Regions from separate parts of the Xenopus tropicalis genome. Here region 1 is linked to region 2. Evidence: chromatin contacts called from public Hi-C data. All regions are on one chromosome and are shown on one strand. Each heading gives the region's core, a stretch centred on a gene start, on an enhancer-like site or on the middle of the called end of the contact. The rest is flanking DNA. Distances are from core to core; before and after follow the strand shown.

Region 1 (4,513 bases), core at 587-3,086, 440 kb before region 2:
AGCATACCTATATCACCTAGGATGCGACTAAAGATTTGAAGAAAGTTCCCTCACCAAAAATGTGGAGTTGCTGCCACCAACCCATAAATAGATTGACACGTGGGGGCATATACCCACGTATTTGCCCCCACGTGTCAATCTATTTATGGGTTGGTGCTGGCAAATGCCAGAGGGGCTGCTGTAAGAAGCCATAGTGGGCTGGTGGGGGCTGCTTAGGCCTCTCTGTACTTGGAATGCCAGGACTATTTTGACTCCCAATTCAGACCTGATAGGGAGATTATATAGGGAAAAGCGGAGTGTGCACAATATTCAGAGAATTCTTGCAAAGCAGTAGGTGTTCCACTTTTGCCATGGAGTAAATATTAAGGTTAAATTGGCACAGGCAACCTCCTTAATGATGCCAATTGAAGAAATACATACATTTTGTCCCAGTGGGTTAAAAAGGGTTCTCATCTAAAGAGTTTCATAGATTCTTCCAGACATTGTGCAAATACACAAAAACTAGTTAAACTTTTATTACCTTTGAAAATAAATGCCTTAAAGGAGAAGAAAATGTATTTTGGCATTTTATTGCCAATAGAGTAATTACAATAGTGCACGCTATATTTAATCTGCAGAAAGCTTTACCATACTTGAGTAAAGAGCCCTAGAAGCTCCCTCTGTTTGTTTAAGACAGCAGCTGCTATTTTAGCTTGGTGTCAGTAGTTTCCATGCCGCAGCTCTAGCTGCTGGTTGCTCAGATTACACAGCACAGGTGGGAGGGGGAGAGAAGGGCAAACTGAGCAGAGTTGTGCTGTGCCCTGAAGGATTTTTCTGAGAGCAGGAAGTCTGACACAGAACGTGTATACACAAAAGAAGAACATAAATCCTGTTTCTTTTGATAGAGGACTGAGAACCCGCATTTATTTATGTTTATTCCCTTTGTGTGTATTGGAACAGAACAAAAAAGAGAGGGAAAAAAAAAGCAAATTGGACATAATGTCACACAAAACTCCAAAAATGGGCTGGACAAAATTATTCCCACCCTTTCCACAATTATGGTTCTCAAGTCCTCAGACAGTTCTCTTCTCTTTCTGTTGTCCATGCTTAGTGTGGCACACACAGACACACAATGCAAAGACTATGTGAACTTCTCTCCTTTTTATCTGCTTTCAGGTGTGATTTTTATATTGCCCACACCTGTCACTTGCCCCAGGTGAGTTTAAAAGAGCATCACATGTTTGAAACAATCTTATTTATCCACAATTTTGAAAGGGTGCCAATAATTTTGTCCAGCCCATTTTTGGAGTTTTGTGTGACGTTATGTCCAATTTGCTTTTTTTTTTCCTTCCTTTTTTGTTCTGTGCGTGCCAATACACACAAAGGGAATAAACATGTGTATAGCAAAACATGTGCAATACTTTTCTGTGAGAAATACTTGATTTTCTGGAAAGATTTCTGGGGTGCCAACAATTTGGGCCATGACTGTATAAATGTTTTCATGGCATTCAACTTTGCCACGCAAAACCTCAAGAGGAACTGTGGCACTATACACGCAGCACATACTCAGCACCCTCATCCCCATACTACTCTCTGCTTCTCTACACCCACATAAACTTCACAACACACAGTAAGCTGCCTCAACACCCTGACAATATTAAGAGGATCACACATTACACACCCGAGAACTTCAAATATATAACTGCTCCGCAGAACCGTGTATTTCTGAATGAAGCATCACCTATAGGTCGATAAGACCACCGTGAAGAAAAAAAAAGACACGCTGAAAAAACACTTCGGCTTTTATTTGTAATAGATACCACGTGACGCCCGCGTCCCTTGCAAATGACGTCACGGGAGGACGAAGCGTCACTAGGAACTGGCCGTAACCTAGAGCTCCGTGTTGGTTGTGTGCGCTTTAGTGCGAGACATGAGTGGCTATAGATTTCTAGCAGCGTGTGGAGAAGGGAGGAAAGCTGCAGAACATCTTATATATGACCAGGCTGTGGCGCATAACCTCAAGAGTGAGTGCTTAGTAATTACCATGTCTGGTTGTTTCTGAACCTAAAGGGGAGTTCCACCGAAAATGATGAAAAAGATGTGATTCTGATCAACTTTGCAGTATCCGTAGTTTCAATTTTTTTTTTAATTTTAGGGGCAAGTAAAGCATAATTTACGTGTGAAGTGTAGCGCTTTATCCACCACCTGCTTATTGGCAACGAATATGGTGTTTTACATGCTAAATGAGAAGAAAAGTTCTAATCGCTGAGGAGTGATCCACCTGTGATTATAAACACTTACCCTGGGCCTTAGTTGCTTTTAGCAGAAACATGCAATAGCCCGGGTTCTTCTGAGTAAGCACCATGGAGCTATCCTCTTCTACTTCATATTGGGTGAACATTGCTGGGGGAAAAGCTGAACTTGGCAGGAGTACATTCCCAGAACATACAAGCAGCTTAACTGACTGGATACATTTGATAATACTACAAGTGGTGTGATTTTAACTTGTAAGCATCACTGGCTCAGGGACTGATATGAAAAATGTTTAATCTCTATAAAGCACTGTGTAATTTACACAGGTTAATATACATGTGTAGTCTATTGCTGTATTTCAATGGAATGGATGTTCCCATGGCAAAGCAGAAATTGGACAGTGCATGCCGGTGTTGCTTAAAAATACATTTTTAGTATGATTTAGACAATAATATTTTGAGACAATTTGCAATTGGTTATTTAGATTTTTGTTCAGCAGCTAGCAAGTTTGGTATTATGGCAACTATTTGGTTGCTAGGGTTTTTTTTTACTTTAGCAACCAGGCAATGGTTTAAATGAGAGACTGGAATGTGAATAGGAGGGGGCCTGAATAGAAATATAAGGAATAAAAAGTAACTATAATAAAATAGTAAGCTCACAGAGCAATCATTTTTAGCTGCTGAGGTTAGTGGCCCCCATGTATGGTTTGGAAAGAAGTATAAGACAAAAGTAAATCACAACTATGTAAAAAATGAAGACCTATTGCAAAGTTGATAAGAGTTGGACATTTTAAAACATACAAATAGTTAATGTAAAGGTGAACCAACCCTTTTTACCAGTTACTTGAAATCTTCATATGCAAGCCTATGTACAATATGCTACAAATATTCTAAAAATGTATGCCTCCTTAAACCCCTATTGAATATTGTTAGACTGGTTTGTTTAACATGAGAACTGTTGTACCTGCCCTCTAGTAAATGTTAAACTGTTAACACCAGTATCCCTCAGCAGCTGGGACTTATAGTTAACAACATCTGAAGGGCTGCAAGAACAGTATGCTGATAATGTTTGACACTTGCATTTTCTGTTTTTCTATCAAATGAAAAGTGAATACTTTACATACTTATATAAATAACAATTTGTTAACATAACCTGTTTTTTCAGTGTGGTCTGGATTGTGGAACAGTTGCAGAGCTCTTAGCCATAACTCCCAACACAATATTAAAGGCACAAAACAACCTCTTAAAAAACCTACAACACCACAAGGGAAATTTGATGACTCAGAACAGACAACATTAGAAAAGAACCCACTGGAAAGTAAGTACCTGACTGATTAAAGGGGATCTAAACCCTCCTTGAAACTGTCCCACTGCACCCCATAGAAGGTCAACAAAGTCAGAAGAATTTACTGTGAGTGCTGTTTGTCAGTAGTCATGTATTTTAGCTTCCCTGGAATTGATCATTGGGATAAAGCGCATACTTATGAAGTGCTAGTTAATTTGGAGGGGAAATATCTGTACTTTAACCCTTGCAAGGTAATTAGATAAGCAAACATTGATTGTGAATTAATAGAAACTCTGCGCACTGCCCATAATGGAAAGAAGAGGGACCTTTGAAATCCTGGAATCCATTACTTCTCAATTGAACAAGGTGAAGGAGAGGTTGCATTACACCCTGAGCCTGTGGGAGGTCAGGAACTGGTCTCAGTGAGCACAGTCAGACTATCATGTTTTTCTTTCAGTCTGTGGAATCCCATCTGTTTAAAAAAAAAAAAAAAAAATTGAAGCTCAGATAGAGTTTGTGCACCATTTCTACATAAGCCCAGCTGAATGAGTTCCTATCACACAGGGAGGTATATTTTCCCTGTAAACTTTAGAATGTTAAAATTTACAGACTGCATTTAAGTGATCCTTTAAAATGAACTTGCAGAACCACTTTACCAGACAGTATAGGACCTTTACTTTATAACTCTGCCTGCCTTTTTTTCTGTAGAATTTCCTGATGACATCAATCCTGTAACTAAAGAAAAAGGCGGACCCAGAGGACCTGAGCCAACTCGCTATGGAGACTGGGAGAGAAAAGGACGCTGCATAGACTTTTAGCTTTATATACAGGATTTTAGTAAATGTAGTAGTATCACTTTATAAAAAATGTAGGGATAGTATTTATATTAATAAAGAACATATGCACTTTAAATAATTTTTGAAGACAAACCTTGGGCTTGCAAATTTAATTTAACCTTGCTGAATACATTTCACACAAACACAAGGGACAGTGTTTT
Region 2 (4,705 bases), core at 2,026-4,525:
CATGCCTGCTCTTTCCTTTCCCTACCTGGTTCCCCTTCGTGATCAGCAACTGCTGAGTCCCACCCGGAACGCTCTATTCTTCTGGCCTCAGCAGGCTTCCGTACCTGACAGAGCACCAGTGGGAGAAGTTACACCTTGCGGAACGATTTTGCGTTGCCCGAAGCGATTTGCTTTGGAATGAGAACCCGAGTGACTAGCAATAGAAACATTTCCCACGGGGTGGGTTCAGATACACATTCACGCGAATGCGAAGGTTTGTTTATTATTTTAATAGGATCTTTGGCTCAGGGAAAAGAGATATCACTGATCAAATATTATAGTCAGTAAATGCACCTCCCCAATTTCCTTGGTGAATGAAAGTTCTCAAGTGAAATATAAATACTGTTCTTGTTCCACGTGATTAGATGAAATTGGATTAGGAGGTGCCATTGGTAATTGAATTTGAGTCAATTCTGTACTGTCAGCTGGAGGGGTGGGATTAGTAGTTGATAATTAATAGTACCAATGGCAAAACCAATACCTCCTCTCACCTTCCCCGCTTTACGTCATTCAGACCTGAGCTTGTTAGCTCGGCCCCAAATGTTACATCCAAATTGTGCCCTAGGGGCAATTGTGGCATTGTGATGGCAGCCTTGAAGACTAGATGTAAACCTGCATTTGACTAACATAGTAATTATGATTTTGTTCTGTCCTTTTGTTGTGATGTGTTATTTACAAAACAAAGTTTTCTTGTGGAACTGAATTAAGCCCTATGTCTTAAAACTATCTCACAGAAATGTCACATTTTCAGTACTCTGGGTCACTACAACTGATACTTCTGGAAAACAGGCAGCACAAGGACTGTATAGTAACCAAATAAAGTCAGATGCATTTGAAACTATTGCCAGTTTAGTTCGCCCATCAAAACTAATCAGCAAATAACCTTACTCCCTTCTCCCTTCAGAGCTGAATCGGCAGAAGGAGGTAGAAATCCTATTGTTTCTACCTCCTTACCTGCCGATTCAGCCCTGAATGGTGTGTGGCGGATCTTACGATGTTTCGTGCGACCGATGGTCGTACGAAACATCGTCGGATCGCCACGTGTATGGCCACCTTAAGAGCAAAACTACAAGTGAGATTGGTTCAGATCAACAGATCGCAGAGACTGTGATAAATAGTGAGATAAACAGTGAGAAAAGTTTTTCTCTCTGAATTGCAACTGGCACTATAAAAAAAACCTGGAAATCTGAAAAATGATATCATGCTCATAATTTTTCACGTGTCAAACCATAACATAACATGTTTTCGAATCTGGCTCTTTGTCTGATGTGACTTCCATTATAGCAGTGGGGATATGATTTTGTTAAATTCACAAAATCTTTATGCTGTTTAATGCTGTTACATGACAAGATTTGGTGGGTCACAAAATCTGATAAAAAATTCTTCTGGGCAGTTTTGCAGTAAAAGTGAGGAAATATAAGCAGAGATTGCTGCAAATTAAACACCTTTTGTAAAATCAACCTCAGTTTTTTTTTTGTGTGTGTTTCTTCTGGCTTATAACAATAAAACTATATATGCAAAAAATAAATACCAATAAGTAATATATGTTTTATTTGCAGCCCAACAGCACTACAGCATAGACTGTTAACCTGCAAGTTAGGTCCTAAAAGTGCAACTAACCCCAAAAGGATTATAATGATCTAGGTTATAATGCTTTTCTAACCTAAAGTGGTTGTTCAATCCTAAATTATCTTTTACTGTGATCTATTCTAGACAATAATATTCTGAGACAATTTGCAATTGGTTTTCATGTTTTATTATTTGTGTTTTTTTAGTTACTGAGCTTTGTTCAACAGCTCTCCAGTTTGGAATTTAAGTAGCTATCTGGTTGCTTGGGTTTTGTTTACCTTAGCAACCAGGTAGCATTTTGAATGTAGACTGGACTATGAATAGGAGAGGGTCTGAAAAAGAAAGATAAGTAATACAAAGTTACAATAATAATACATTTCTAAGCTCACAGAGCAAAATTTTTTTTAGCTGCAGGGGCCAGTCACCTCCATTTGAAAGCTGGAAGGATGTAGAAGAGAAAGGCAAATAATTGAAAATACAAATAAATAATGAAGACCAATTGCAAAGTTGTTAAGAATAGGATATTCTATATCCAAACTTGACTTAAAGGTGAACCACCCCTTTAATCACCCTGTGTGAATCATTATAGCCTTTAATGTTAACATCAAATCAGTTCTTAAAATACCTAACGTGGATCATTATAATGAGTAACAGTTATATTTACAACTATGTTAAATACATTTGTTAGTAAGCAAAAAAAAAAAAAATTTTTAGGAGGCGATCCATGATATTCACTTTAGTTTATTTCCATGAAAGAGAGGTACCGTCAAGTAACGGTGAGATTACCTGTATGAAGGAAGCTGACATGCGGCTTTCAGGAGCCGAAACAACTGACTGTACCTCCACAAGGGAGGAGGGACTCAGGGTCCATTTTAGGACATCTCTCTGAAAATAATCTAAAGAGTGTTCTGCTCCCTCCACCATCTAAATTTTCCAAGAAATCTCAACTCCGCTACTCTTGGCTATACTTTTGCCATTCCCACTTATTTTCTCCTGACAGGTCCCGGCTTCCCCATTCGTCCTCTTCCTTGTCATTCCTGGCTCCTCCTCCAAGCGGTCAGGCCTAATCCGTTCGCCATCATTCTTATGGGCTACAGAATAATTGCCCTACTCTCCTATCCCATACACCTCCCACTTGCGACGTCATCCACAAGCCCATCCTACATCACTTTTCAAGCACATCAGGGCACATAGCGAACAAACGATTCTGCAGCCCATAAAAAGTATGGAGGAAAGACGACGCATGACGTCACATGAGGAGGGGCCAGTAATGAAGTCGCATGGAGGGAAACCCTGCGATGACATCGCAGGGAGGAGAATGAATGGGGAAGCTGGGACCTGTCAGGAAAAAGTAAGAGGGGATCATATAGCTGACATCGCAGGCAGGAGGTGGGAGGAGGAGGATGGCTGGGGCAGGCAGGACCTGTCAGCGCAAAGTAAGAGGAAACCGCATAACTTACCTGTAGTAGGGGACGTGCGCTAAGGACTTATCAGCAATACTGATATAGTTGGGGAGAGGGCAGGATGCACAGGAATTTGGTGCATTAATGTCCTAAAGTGGACACCGTACAGGGGCTCAGCCTGCCGCTACCGCAGTGTGACATGGGACTTACTGTTCTCTGGCAGCTGCAGGTCTAGCAGCCCCAAACACAGCTGTCCACCTGCCGCAAGCCGCACACAGCCACGCCAATGGGGAACATCTTCAGCGTGGCCAACTTTAAGGAGCCCACTACGGTAGAAGACTGTGACTCCACATGGAATACTGACTCTGGGGGCGAAGAGGAGCAGCAGGAAGCCGAGGAGGAAGAAGAGAGCGAGGGGACAGAGCAGAGAGAAGACGATAATGAAGAAGAAGTCATCAAGCAGGAAGAAACCAATGAAGGCGGCGAAGAGGAAACTGGAACTGAGACTCTAATTGCAGAAGTGAAGGCAGTAATCCATAACCCAGAGCAGGTATATTGTGTCACGCCATCAGGCTGAGGGAATGTGGGCAACACATGTCTGTCTTTCTGTGGGTGCCTGCATGTCTGTGTGGGTGCCTCTATGCATGTCTGTGTGGGTGCCTCTATGCATGTCTGTGTGGGTGCCTCTATTCATGTCTGTGTGGGTGCCCCCATGCCTGCCCCTGTGCATATCTGTGTGGGTGCCTCTATACACGTCTGTGTTGGTGCCCCTGTGCATGTCTGTGTGGGTGCCCCCATGCCTGCCCCTGTGCCTGTCTGTGTGGGTGCTCCCATGCCTGCCCCTGTACATGTCTGTGTGGGTGACCCCGTGATTGCCCCTGTGCATGTCTGCGTGGGTGCCCCCGTGATTGCCCCTGTGCATGTCTGCGTGGGTGCCCCCGTGATTGCCCCTGTGCATGTCTGTGGGTGCCCCCATGCCTGCCCCTGTGCATTCTGTGTGGGTGCCCCCATGCCTGCCCCTGTGCATGTCTGTGTGGGTGCCTCTGTACATGTCTGTGTGGGTGACCCCGTGATTGCCCCTGTGCATGTCTGTGTGGGTGACCCCGTGATTGCCCCTGTGCATGTCTGTGTGGGTGCTCCCATGCCTGCCCCTGTACATGTCTGTGTGGGTGCCCCCATTCTTGCCCCTGTACATGTCTGTGTGGGTGCCCCCATGCCCGCCCCTGTACATGTCTGTGTGGGTGACCCCGTGCCTGCCCCTGTACATGTCTGTGTGGGTGACCCCGTGCATGTCTGCGTGGGTGACCCCGTGCCTGCCCCTGTACATGTCTGTGTGGGTGACCCCGTGCCTGCCCCTGTACATGTCTGTGTGGGTGACCCTGTGCCTGCCCCTGTACATGTCTGTGTGGGTGACCCCGTGCCTGCCCCTGTACATGTCTGTGTGGGTGACCCCGTGCCTGCCCCTGTACATGTCTGTGTGGGTGACCCCGTGCCTGCCCCTGTACATGTCTGTGTGGGTGACCCCGTGCCTGCCCCTGTACATGTCTGTGTGGGTGACCCCGTGCCTGCCCCTGTACATGTCTGTGTGAGTGACCCCATGCCTGCCCCTGTACATGTTTGTGTGGGTTCCCGCCACCTGCCCTGTTAGTGCATGAAGCCAAGTCATGCTGCATGACAGAGGGGATGCTCACTGG

The links. Hi-C and Micro-C count contacts between places; a contact is called where the count stands out from the background.
Region 1: a Hi-C map of neurula embryo shows a contact between it and region 2, with 10 times the contacts expected there. The contact joins the promoter of sdhaf4 here to the promoter of ogfrl1 in region 2. A contact is called at or near these places in 2 of 5 Hi-C or Micro-C datasets (gastrula embryo and neurula embryo).

The regions. Positions count from the first base shown.
Region 1 is chr5:93,101,815-93,106,327 of UCB_Xtro_10.0, reverse strand. sdhaf4 (succinate dehydrogenase complex assembly factor 4) reads left to right here and starts at 1,836. Exons shown (of 3, transcript NM_001008178.1): 1 at 1,836-2,003; 2 at 3,397-3,549; 3 at 4,225-4,513. The coding sequence starts at 1,910. The coding sequence ends at 4,334.
Region 2 is chr5:92,662,440-92,667,144 of UCB_Xtro_10.0, reverse strand. ogfrl1 (opioid growth factor receptor-like 1) reads left to right here and starts at 3,275. Exons shown (of 7, transcript NM_001097287.1): 1 at 3,275-3,561. The coding sequence starts at 3,298.